Regions from separate parts of the Salmo salar genome. Here region 2 is linked to region 1. The links are chromatin contacts, called in public Hi-C maps. All regions are on one chromosome and are shown on one strand. Each heading gives the region's core, a stretch centred on a gene start, on an enhancer-like site or on the middle of the called end of the contact. The rest is flanking DNA. Distances are from core to core; before and after follow the strand shown.

Evidence for each region. A called contact is a pair of places that touch in the nucleus more often than the background predicts.
Region 2: a contact with region 1 is called in a Hi-C map of gill, with 4 times the contacts expected there. The contact joins the promoter of LOC106565477 here to the promoter of sumf1 in region 1. A contact is called at or near these places in 2 of 3 Hi-C or Micro-C datasets (blood and gill).

What each region holds. Positions count from the first base shown.
Region 1 is chrssa12:63,026,562-63,033,259 of Ssal_v3.1, forward strand. It overlaps sumf1 (sulfatase modifying factor 1), which reads right to left and starts at 1,252. Exons shown (of 9, transcript NM_001140135.1): 1 at 915-1,252. The coding sequence starts at 1,205. It overlaps LOC106565476 (inositol 1,4,5-trisphosphate receptor type 1), which reads left to right and starts at 1,559. Exons shown (of 58, transcript XM_014132698.2): 1 at 1,559-1,786.
Region 2 is chrssa12:63,206,406-63,212,821 of Ssal_v3.1, forward strand. It overlaps LOC106565477 (class E basic helix-loop-helix protein 40), which reads left to right and starts at 3,747. Exons shown (of 5, transcript XM_014132699.2): 1 at 3,747-4,176; 2 at 4,314-4,377; 3 at 4,662-4,769; 4 at 5,163-5,286; 5 at 5,689-6,416. The coding sequence starts at 4,103.

The sequences.
Region 1 (6,698 bases), core at 2-2,501:
ACACACCAGGACCCTCAACAGACACACACCAGGACCCTCACCAGACACACACCAGGACCCTCAACAGACACACACATGGACCCTCAACAGACACACACCAGGACCCTCAACAGACACACACCAGGACCCTCAACAGACACACACCAGGACCCTCAACAGACACACATATGGACCATCAACAGACAACAGACACACACCAGGACCATCAACAGACAACAGACACACACCAGGACCATCAACAGACAACGGGCACACATCAGGACCATCAACAGACAACAGACACACATCAGGACCATCAACAGACACACATCAGTACCATCAACAGACACACATCAGTACCATCAACAGACACACATCTGTAACATCAACAGACACACATCTGGACCATCAACAGACACACATCTGGACCATCAACAGACAACATAAATTGTTCTAGAACCATATGATAGACACCAGAACTATGTACAGACACCACCTACACAGACATATTTAGAACAGGGATGGGCAGCTTTGGTGGGGGTGGGGGCCACAAAAAATGTAACTCATCATGAGCGGCAGCAGTTGCTCGCGGGTCTGCGTAGAGTTAATTTCGTGCAATCCTACACATTTTGCCATTGGACGGAGTGTTCTTATAGGAGACCTTATACTTTTTGTTCTATGAGATAATATCAGTCAGTTAACATGACCTTAAAAAATTAGCTGTTGAAGACTCTTATATAACAAAATGGAAAATATATCCTAACCCTGTGTTACTACAGACCTTATTTTCGGCGTTAATCCAAAAACCCTACAAAAACGCCATTAATTTCCTCATAGGCTTTGTACAAAGAACCATTGCGGAGTGAGTGCCTACATAAAGAGTCCATTACTATTTAACGTTATCTCTATAACGATGTGAACGCTTGATAGAATACCTGACTACGAGTATCTGATTCTTCCCCATTCGTCTGAGTGTCTGTATGCCTTTCATTTGACTTTTTCGAGTATTTGACAGAAGGGTTTTCTGTTATTATGGAGCTTTCCTTCTCGATATCCACAACTGCATCTCTCTTCAGGTTGTGGCAGCCACAGCTCGAGCTCTCTGCCGCCAGCGGAACGATCGTCTCAGGTTCTACGCCGACGGAGAGTCCTGGCTTGCTTTGAACACACAGCACATCATCTTTGACATTCAGGTAAAATAAGAAAAACACACAATAAAGCAACATTGTTGCACCATTCAGCTCAAGACCACTTGTTTTTGGACAGAGCCATGCTTCCGCATTATCAATCACGTGATCAGTCAGCTGATAACTGTAAGGTTGCAACTCTGTACCGTAAACATATAGGCTATCATTTCAGCATACTCATGATTTACAATGTGTGTCATAATGTTTGTGTATAGTTCTTGATTTAAATTTGAATTGCATTTCCTCCAGCAGTGTCTAAAGTTTGGAGAAGTTTCTTTAAATAACGCGCAATGCTCACCACACTTTGGGAGTTGTAGTCATAAATATGCTTTCTGTTTTGTTAAGTATCCGAAGGAATAATTCAAGAAACAACATTTCCCAGAAACCAGTACTGGTATATAATTTTCTGAGGGACTTACAGACCTTCAAGCGGGGACGAGCGCTCATGTAGCGAACGAACGGAAGGCAAGGTGATTGGATTGAGCTGTCAAAAAAATCTTTGGATTCTACTCGCCGACTGAATCTCCGTCCTATGGATTAGTTGAAAGCGGTATATCGCTGCTATGCTCTCCCGTTGACCCAGCCTCGCGCGTCGCTCCCAACCTCTTACCACAGCGAAGGTAAAGTTGACCACAACTCTGTACAGTTTGCGGGAGCATCCCCGCATCTTAAATATGTATTGCTTGTGGCGAGGGAAGAAGCGCAACAATGTATCTGCCTCCTCATGAACGGCCAGTCATGATTTTCTGCACCGACGCTGATTAAACAACCCCCCCCCGATGAGAAACACGGTTTTGGCAGTCTGATATGACATATAATATAATTGAACAATTGAAGCAACGCAAGTGGTCAAACTGTAGACTACTCGTTCCATAGATGTGCTGAAGCTCAGTAAAGTTCAAGTGATGTCATACACTATCCCGTTTTGAAAGAAGACAGATAGATAAATATGGATTTGTGCCGGCAGTTTGTATGTTTCTAAGATGACTGCTCTGAAACTAGGCCTTGACATCAGCCTCATTATACTCACTCCTGGGGGATGTTGCAGTGTAGGCAAATAATACGTATGTGTGTAGGCTACTAGACTCGCACAGTAGGAACTCTGTATACTGAAATGTCACCAATGTGAGTCGGGACTCAGTAGGTGCAGCATGTTCCAGGAGTTTTTCTCTACCAACCACATGATCAGGAAGAACTCTAGTCCCCATTGGCAGCCTATAGTTAGAGTCTGGAGTTTTTCCTGGACAGGTCAAATCAAATGTTATTTGACACATACATGTGTTTAGCAGATGTTATTGCGTGTGTAGCGAAATGCTTGTGTTTCTAGCTCCACCAGTGCAGTAATATCTAACAAGTAATATCTAACAATACACACAATTGAAAGTAAAAGAATGGAATTAAGAATATATAAATATTTGGATGAGCGATGTCAGTGGCAGACCAAGATGCAGTATAATAGGATAGAATACAGTATATACATATGAGATGAGTAATGCAAAATATGTATACGTTATAAAAGTGACTAGCGTTCCAATTATTAAAAGTGATCAGTGATTTCAAGTCTATGTATATAGGCAGCAGCCTCTGTGCTAGTGATGGCTATTTAACAGTCTGATGGCCTTGAGATTTATGTTTTTCAGTCTCTCTGTCCCAGCTTTGATGTACCTGTACTGACCTCGCCTTCTGGAGCATAGCGGGGTAAACGGGCAGTGGCTCGGGTGGTTGTTGTCCTTGATGATCTTTTTGGCCTTCCTGTGACATCGTGTCCTGGAGGGCAGGTAGTTTGCACCCGGTGATGAGTTGGGCAGACCGCACCACCCTGCAAATCCTCCTACTACCTCTCCTGCTACCTCTCCTCAGCTAAAAACAAATGTTCCCACAAATTTAGAGAACATTCCCTTAAGTCTCATTAGGTAGGTAATTAATTAATGTTGTCATATGAATGTTCCTGTGATGTGCAAGGAATGTTTCCAAGAGACCATTCCCTGAGTGTCAAATATAACTTACCCAGAACATGGTTACCATGTTTTCAGAATTGAAGATAAGAATATTGTAGATGTGTTTCATGGGAGTGTTAAAAGAACATTCATGCGTCCAGTTTTCTGTGGTCAGTAGCCTCAGTTTCCAGGCTTCCTAACTGTTCGTGATGTACGAGACATGGGGGCATGGTAAGGACTGGCTCTTAAGGGTCTAAACACAGCATAGGACACAGCTTTACTCACTGGGCACTGTAAAACCTGCAGTACAGTAACTATGCACTACTAGAGTCCAGACCATGTGTCATCCCAAGATGTCATACATTGTATTCTAACCACTGACCAGACTTGGGGTAACTTCCTTTACAATTCAGTCCAAGTCCAATAGAAAGTAATGGGCTGTTTTCACTTACTTCCCTGAATTGACTGAATTGAAAGGGGATTGAATCCAACCCTGATTGTAATCCAGCCTGGGTCAGTGTTACAATAACACACAGTGACACCATAGAATTTGTTGAACTGATGGGTCTGTCACTCCCTCCACCATATAGCCCAGAGCAGGTCTAATAACCACAGGTGCATGGCCTTCCTGTTTCTCTCTGCCTCTCCTAATCATTAACTGTTTACCCCACACACACACACCAGGCTGGAGCATCAGATAGTGCCTGGCCCCATGCAAATCTTCCTGCTACCTCCCTCTCTGGTATTTCTCCTCAGCTAACAACAAACTTTCCCACAACTTGAGAGAATGTTCCCTTACGGGCCTCATTAGGTAATTAACTAATGTTGTCATAGGAATGTTCCTGTGACGTGCAATGAATGTTTCCAAGAGACCATTTCCTGAGTGTCAAATAGAATATACCCAGAACATGGTTACAATGTTCTCACAATATAAGATATTCATGTTCTAGACACACTTCATGGTAACGTTGAAGAACGTGCATGTGTCCAGTTTTCTGTGGATTAGGAGAATATTCCATCAACGTCAAACTAAACATACACAGAACATGGTTGCCATGTTCTCAGAATATAAGATATTAATGTTCTAGACACTTTTCATGGGAAGGTTGCTGTGTATCAGTTGTCAGGATTGTCCCCCCCCCCATTGTTACAGTTGCTGAGCCGATCAAGGTCCTGATTGGTGGACCACTTATCCATTCATATCTTTTTGTCTTTTGGCAAGGTTAGGGATTACCACACACAGTGCTTTTAACGTACATATTTGACATTGTGAATTTATTTATTTTTAATCTTGTCTCATCGCTGCAACTCCCCAAAAGGCAAAGGTTGAGTCATGCCTCCTCCGAAACATGACCCACCAAACTTAACACCCACCCGCCAGCCACACTAATGTCAGAGGCAACACCATTCAACTTACAACAGAGAGTCAGCTTACAGGTGTCTGGTCCGCCACAAGGAGTCACTAGAGCACAATGAGCCAAGTTAAGCCCCCCCCCAGCCAGACCCTCCCCTAACCTGGACAATTGTGCGCCGCCCTATAGGATTCCCGATCACGGCTGGTTATGATACAGCCCAGGTCTGTAGTGACTCCTCTAGCACTGCGATGCAGTGCCTTAGACTGCTGTGCCACTCGGGAGGCCCACATTGTGCATTTTCATAGTAATTATTATTCAACATGACCTCACCTGGGATTTGAACTCACAACCTCTTGATTCACTGTACTCCAATCATCCCGCTATGCCACCATGTCAGGTATCGGTTAATCAGACTATTCTCATTATTTATTTGATTTACTTATTTCAGCAATTTAAGAGCTTTCAGAATAGTTGTATAATGTTGGTGGGGCATGTTAACCTGTTTTTAATGATACTCTTGAATCACTATGATCAATTCAAATAAAATAAATTCTTCAGTATACTTTTAACAGAGATGAGATTTACTTTAAAGTGCATTCACCCTATTGCTTACTCCTATCAAGTGGTTTCATCTACATGAGGGGTTAGGGTTTCTTTTGGCCATGGCTGTAATATATTGGCCTAATAAGCACATGCCATAGAGAGATCCCTTATTGGGCATTCGTCATCATTGGTGCTGGTGGCCTGGGTTCGAGACCCGCTAGGGTAATCACCCTACTCTCACATTCTTAGCAATATACTCTAAGTCAGTTAATGTCATTATTTGGCAACAGTTACAACGCGCCTGTCTGATACAGTTGAAGTCGGAAGTTTACATACACTTAGGTTGGAGTCATTAAAACACATTTTTCAACCCCTCCACACATTTCTTGTTAACAAACTATAGTTTTGGCAAGTCGGTTAGGACATCTACTTTGTGCATGACACAAGTAATTTTTCCAACAATTGTTTACAGACAGATTATTTCACTTAGAATTCACTGTATCAGAATTCCAGTGGATCAGAAGTTTACATATACTTAGTTGACTGTTCCTTTAAACAGCTTGGAAAATTCCAGAAAATGATGTCATGGCTTTAGAAGCTTCTGATAGACTAATTGACATCATTTGAGTCGTGGGATGTATTTCAAGGCCTACCTTCAAACTCAGTGCCTCTTTGCTTGACATCATGGGGAAAATCAAAAGAAATTTAGCCAAGACCTCAGAAAAATGATTGTAGACCTCCACAAGTCTGGTTCATCCTTGGGAGCAATTTCCAAACGTCTGAAGATACCACGTTCATCTGTACAAACAATAGTACGCAAGTATAAACACCATGGGACCACGCAGCCGTCATACCGCTCAGGAAGGAGATGCGTTCTGTCTCCTAGAGATGAACGTACTTTGGTGCGAAAAGTGCAAATCAATCCCAGAACAACAGCAAAGGACCTTGTGAAGATGCTGGAGGAAACGGGTACAAAAGTATCTGTATCCACAGTAAAATGAGTCCTATATCGACATAGCCTGAAAGGCCACTCGGCAAGGAAGAAGCCACTGCTCCAAAACCGCCATTAAAAAAGCCAGACTGCGGTTTGCAACTGCACATGGGGACAAAGATCGTACTTTTTGGAGAAATGTCCTCTGGTCTGATGAAACAAAAATATAGCTGTTTGGCCACAATGACCATCGTTATGTTTGGAGTAAAAAGGGGGATGCTTGCAAGCCGAAGAACACTTTCCCAACCGTGAAGCACGGGGGTGGCAGCAGCATGTTGTGGGGGTGCTTTGCTGCAGGAGGAACTGGTGCACTTCACAAAATAGATAGCGTCATGAGGAAGGACAATTATGTGGATATATTGATGCAACATCTCAAGACATCAGTCAGGAAGTTTGGTTGCAAATGGGTCTTCCAAATGGACAATGACCCCAAGCATACTTCTAAAGTTGTGGCAAAATGCCTTAAGGACAACAAAGTCAAGGTATTGGAGTGGCCATCATAAAGCCCTGACCTCTATCCTATAGAAAATATGTGGGCAGAACTGAAAAAGCGTGTGCGAGGAAGGAGGCCTACAAACCTGACTCAGTTACACCAGCTCTGTCAAGAGGAATGGGGCAAAATTCACCCAACTTATTGTGGGAAGCTTGTGGAAGGCTGCCCAAAACGTTTGACACAATTGAACATTTTTTTTAAAGGCAATGCTAC
Region 2 (6,416 bases), core at 2,497-4,996, 180 kb after region 1:
GGGTAATGTTCTTGTTTTGTATTTCTATGGTTTTTTATGTTGTGTATTTCTTTGTGTTGGCCTGGTATGGCTCTCAATCAGGAACAGCTGTACATCGTTGTTGCTGATTGAGAGTCATACTTAGGTAGCCCTGTTTCACCTGTCCCTTTGTGGGATGTTGTTGTACTGTTGTGTGTTAGCCTGCAACGCTGTTCATTCGATCGTTTTCTTGTTTTGTTTGTTACGTGTTCTAATAAAGTAAAGATGAGCACTCAACCCGCTGCGCCTTGGTCCATTACGTACGACGACCGTTACAGGCTCGAACAAGGTTTATAAATCTAAATGAATCCCCTTTGCGCATGTGAATAACTATACATAAATCCCACAGGAGAGTTTGAGTGATGAAAGTTGGACAGAGGATCTCGAAATCTCTGAGGAAGGAACACTTGGATGAACATAAAAAAACTCATGTTAGGCTATTTTCTGGCAATTGCACCGTTATTATGTCCCATATGTTAAGACTACAAACCGTATAAATGGCCCATTTGAGAGATTGACTTGTCATTTCAATAGGCATAGGCTACAGACTAAAATCTGGGTTTATGATTGTAGTTGCATTTTGCCATAGTTTGCTTAGCTAAAGGCAGGTAGCCTATATCCCCTGAGAGGCCTACATCTAATTTCAGATAGTCTACAGTAGCCTGTAGTTCAAATTAGCAGACTAATTTATGAATGAATAGCGAGGCCTTAATCTGACTGTTACTGTCAATCTAATGTGTTCATGATAACACAAGGCTACAACAACAAACTGTTGTAGGCTATTTATTCAATTGGTTTGCCAGGTCTCGGTAGGCTACACAAGTTGCACAAATTGATTTGCAATGACTCCAGTGATATTGTTCCACATAAAACCAACCACGTGTGTCACACCCTGATCTGTTTCACTTGTCTTTGTGCTTGTCTCCACCCCTCTCCAGGTGTCGCCCATCTTCCCCATTGTCCCCTGTGTTCTGTTTGTCTGTTGCCAGTTCATCTTGTCTCGTCAAGCCTACCAGCGTGTTTTTCGTACTTCTGTTTCCTTGAGCCTGTTTTCCCGGTTTTGATCATTCTGCCTGCCCTGACCCTGGATTACGGACCTCTGCCTGCCCCCGATCCTGAGCCTGCCTGCCGCTCTGTACCTTACGGACTCTGCCCTGGACTACCGACCCCTGCCTGGCTTTGACCTGTCCTTTGCCTGCCCCCTGTTTATATAATAAATGTCCATTATTCGAACTGTCTGCATCTGGGTCTTTTCCTGAGCCGAGATAACGCGAGGGAGTTCCATAACTTCCATTTCAAATTTCCTCTCGGGCTGACCCCGAGACCCAAGAACTGACCATGCATAAAGCCCTTTGCTTAATACCATTTTCTTTAAGCAGTCAACATTAGAATGCAGTTTAAACCACCTCTGAGTGAATTTATGTAATGCACTCTAGTGCGCCAAAAGTCATTTTCCAGTGCTTTGTCTCCATTATTTATTTAGTTCTAGCGTATTATTATTTTTATGTTTTATGGAAAAAGGGTTGTAAATAGGTGTCTCCATAATGACAATCTTTGTAGCCCACCTACAACTAGTAAAAAGTTGTCACAACCGCTCTCTCTCAATTCAATTGAAGGGGCTTTATTGGCATGTGAAACATATGTTTACATTGACAAAGCAAGTGAAATAGATAATAAACACTTGGCTCACAAGTGGCACAGCGGTCTAAGGCACTGTATCTCAGCGCAAGAGGCGTCACTACAGTCCCTGGTTCGAATCCAGGCTGTTTCACATCCAGCTGTGATTGGATATCCCATAGAATTGCGCACAATTGGCCCAGCGTCATCTGGGGTAGGCCGTCATTGTAAATAAGAATTTGTTCTTAACTGACTTGCCTAGTTAAATAAAGGTTACATCACTTTTTTTTATTGTGAAATAAACAATAAAAAATTGAACTTACAAAAGAATCAAGACATTTCAAATATACAGTGTTGAAATTATGTGCAAATAGGTGTGTACAAAAGGGAAAATAAATAAACATAAAGGTTGTATTTACAATTGTGTTTGTTCTTCACTGGTTGCCCTTTTCTTGTGGCAACAGGTCACAAGTCTTGCTGCTGAGATTGCACACTGTGGTATTTCACCCAATAGATATCTCTCTGGCTCCTCTCGCTCATGTGACTCAGTCAATAACTGTAGTGCTCTCTCAACACACACACAAACACCTCTGGCCCTACCCACCAGTCACTCACTCAGCAACAGCATGCGGCACTGCCTGACAGTCAGTAGCAGGTCACAGTGAAATACATATGTTTTAAGAGAAAATGCCATGGCGGCCGTGGTGCAACTTAGAAATAGCCCAAAAACCTGCAACATCGTTTTCAAAGTAGCCCAATTTGTCAGGAAAACTGCGAACATGGCAACACTGACCATATGTGGTCTCGAGCACGGACTCTTCTTGAGTACTAGGCCTTAAAAACTGCTGGCAAGTAAATAATATTTGCTCGGGCACATTATTTAATTATAAATCTGATTCTTTCACATGGGGAGATGTGGGAAGCTAATAGGCTAGCTTTCTTGCTGTTTTTAGCCAGCTAGGTAATATGCTGCTAGTGGAGTAGCCTACAGCAAATGTGCCCTTAGCGCACAGGGGCGGGTGAGGCCATGAGATCAATTTGACAACGGGTGTGACACACTTGATAACAAAGCAGCCAGTCTTCAGACATATTTCCAGTCTGAACTAGCAGATGGTTCTGATGGCGCGAAATAACATTATGGCCCTTCACACAATTAGTCTGGTTGTCTCTAAGCAATGAGATCGCTTATAAAAATAAATGTCTCAAGCAGGTGCACTTTCTTTCAACCGGGTCCTCCTAATGCAAAAATAATTAATACAAAATATCAGAGGTTATCAATTATACTGCATGCTTGAAGGATAATTTATAATTTACAAAAAATATGTTGGCTATTACATTGAATTATAATGTTAAATTGTGGGCCTATGAATCTATGGATTCATTCCAAGTTAACCATTAATAATAGGGCTAGCCTACATTTCCAACATTTGACATTGTGGCATCACATGCACTTTTACTCAGTTTTTACGCACGTTCTCTTTCAATGATAGGACCTATCTTGCATTTTCAGTTCATTCTTTCAGCCAATGCGTTTATATGGTGAAATAACTTAATATAGCCTTACATTACTATTTTTAAGGATTACACAAGGTAAATGGCAAGCCCCCTATTATAAAACCCTATGCCATAGTTATATTAACTTATCACAGTGAAGAGGTACAAGTTAGAGTATGATAATTTAATAATGCATTGTAATTGTGAATTACATGATTAATCGTTAATTGAATTATTTTTTATAAAGTTATGGCTAAATTGTGTCGTGTATGATGCAACAGGTGGATGAGTCCCATGGATGATATAGCCTAAATAAACGGATTGGGATAAGATATTATCAATTTTAAACTCCCCAATATTTGCAAAGTTATTCCCATATCAATATTATTATTAATGGCATGATGTCTTGTCAGTAGTGGAACCTGCTGAGCATTATTGGGGAGATGCGTAGCTCTGTGTTTTGTGTAGCTACTAGCCTGGCTATATTAGCCAGGTACACTGGACGCGGGATTCAGCCCTCCGGTGTGACGTGGCGCCGACGTCCGCCCCCAGATCCTCATTATCAGTAGAAAATGGGCAGTCCGAGAAGACAGCGCCGTCCAAAACGTGAGACTCATGTGACAGAGGTAGGTCATTGCGAGCGAGAGTCAGGGGTTTATTTAACACGTAGCTCTGTCCTCCCCCACTTTCCCAACGCGCAACCAAGACTAGTGCATCTGCGGGACTCCCTCTTGACTGACTACGTGGAGATCTCCGGGACACTGCTCCCATTATGCGATAAATAATCATAACAACAACAATGCAAATGTAAAAGAGATTACTTATCTCTACAAATTGGAGGAAATACTGAAATATTTTTGTGAAACATTTCACGGACTATTTACTTCCATTAAATTTCATATGCATTCTTGAGTGAAAACATTGGAAAAACAAGCTTTCCCTTTCCTGCGTCATTTGGAGTAGCTTAAAGAAAATGGAAATGGAAAGGATTCCAAGTGCGCAACCCACCACCAAGCACCAGCAGGCTGAGCTGTCTGACATGCAAGGGTAAGTTGCAGATGATTCTTCTTGTGCCGTATGCCATGCTTGCCCTCTTCATAGTGGCATACATTCGCGTCTCCTGACATTGAGTGCGCAACCTCACCAAACCCACATCTCATTGACTGTCTTCTGGTTTTCTTTAGGATGGATTTCCCTATGTATGTATACAAATCCCGTCGGGGAATGAAACGAGGAGATGACAGCAAGGTTGGTTGATATTTTAGATCTTTTTTTTATAGAAACAATATTGCTGTTTATTCACTTAATTAACTGTTTGTAAATATGATTACAATAGAAGAATATTATGATTATATACAATGCTATTGAAACATTGATTTATTTAGATCAATTAGTTGGCCTGATCATTCACATCATGTGGTGACCTATTTTCCCATATGATGTAATCCTTGGGAGTCCATGTTACTGTTCACAGTGCTGCTTGTCAAACTGCTGAGGTTGTTATATAACCTCAATGTCACTCCTGCCTTTAGGAAACCTACAAACTGCCTCATCGACTTATCGAGAAGAAAAGGCGTGACAGGATAAACGAGTGCATCGCTCAGTTGAAAGATTTATTGCCCGAGCACCTGAAACTTACAGTAAGTTCCTATTTATCTTGAAGTAGTACATTACTTGGCTACAGTTCTCTGCTTGTAGATGTTGGCTAAGGCGCGATCAAGTGGTTGCTTGGTGGTACTTCAGGTTATGGTGACAGCCTGACTAACAGGTGAGACCTGTAAAGGAATTTTAAATTAATGAATGTGAATACAAATGGCATCTTTGAGATGTTAACTAAAATTGAACACATTTCCTCAGATTAGTATTTTTAATGATTAAAGAATGTAATATTACACATTACACTTTTGTATTTGAGTAGATCTACTTAGTTATTGCTTTTGATTGTTGTTGTTGAGCAAGTTTGTGTGCATGTGTGTGTTAGTAATCCATAAGAGATGAGCCCGTGCTGAAAGTAGTGTGTGATCTTCCCATAGACTCTTGGCCATCTGGAGAAGGCTGTGGTTTTGGAGCTCACGCTCAAGCATGTGAAAGCTCTAACCACTCTACTGGAAAACCAGCAGCAGAAAATCCTCAGTCTGCAGAATGGCATGCAAATCGGTAAGCAAACACACACACACACACACACACACACACACACAATAAGATGATTATGCAGAAGCGCATACAAATCAGTGAATTTAAATATAGCTTGTGGTCTCTTGCCTTGGCTAGTTTCAATTTGGATGCAGACCACATCCTCACAAATTCTCAAATGCAGCACAGTGCATTGCTCATCTACTGCATTATAATTACATAATAATATAATAAGGAACTGAGTCAGAATAACTGCTAAGTTTAGTTTGGATGTGGTTGCGTAGAAGGGGAATTTATACCCATAAGATATATTACTTACAAGAATCGTCCAAATACGATGAAAGTAGTTTGGTAGTTTCCATAATAATGCATTGTGGTAGATCTGTGTTTGACAGTGTTTGTGGTGTTGTTCATTCCTGTCTACAGAGCAGTCCTCTTCCAGCCAGGAGAACAGTGAGGAGGTCTTCCGCTCAGGCTTCCATGTCTGTGCCAAGGAGGTGCTGCAGTACCTGGTCAACCAGGAGGGTCACGGTGACCTTACATCCTCCCACATGGTCAACCACATGCACAAGGTGTCCGCTGAGGTCCTCCAGGGTCCTCCCCGTAGCCCCTGCAAACCCCGGCCTGAAGAGACCACCAGCCACTACCAACATCATCAGGCCCACAGGGAGAAGCCTGCAGGCCAGCCCCCCAAGCCCAGTGAAGGCCATGGGAAGAACTGCGTTCCCGTCATCCAGCGGAGGTATGCCCATGCGGGAGGCGAGCAGAGCGGCAGTGATACAGACACAGACAGCGGCTACGGTGGCGAGCAGGTTGAGCATCTGGCATCGCATGCAGGGTACTACGGCCAGGAGAAACAGCTGAAGAGGGCGCTGGGCGAAAAGAGGGCGTCATTTTGCATTAAGCAGGAAGATGAGCCGTGCCACAAACGCAGCCGGGTCGAGTCATCCGAGGACGAGTCTCTCTCGGGCGGAGAGTCATCCTCATCGTCCTCCAGCGGCCACGGCAGCTACATGAGCGCCTACTCCCCTCACCAGGCCCAACCTCATCCCCTCTGCATGCCCTTCTACCTCATCCCCCCCTCTGCCGCAGCCTATCTGCCCATGCTGGAGAAGTGCTGGTACTCAGGGGCCATGCCCATGATTTACCCTGGC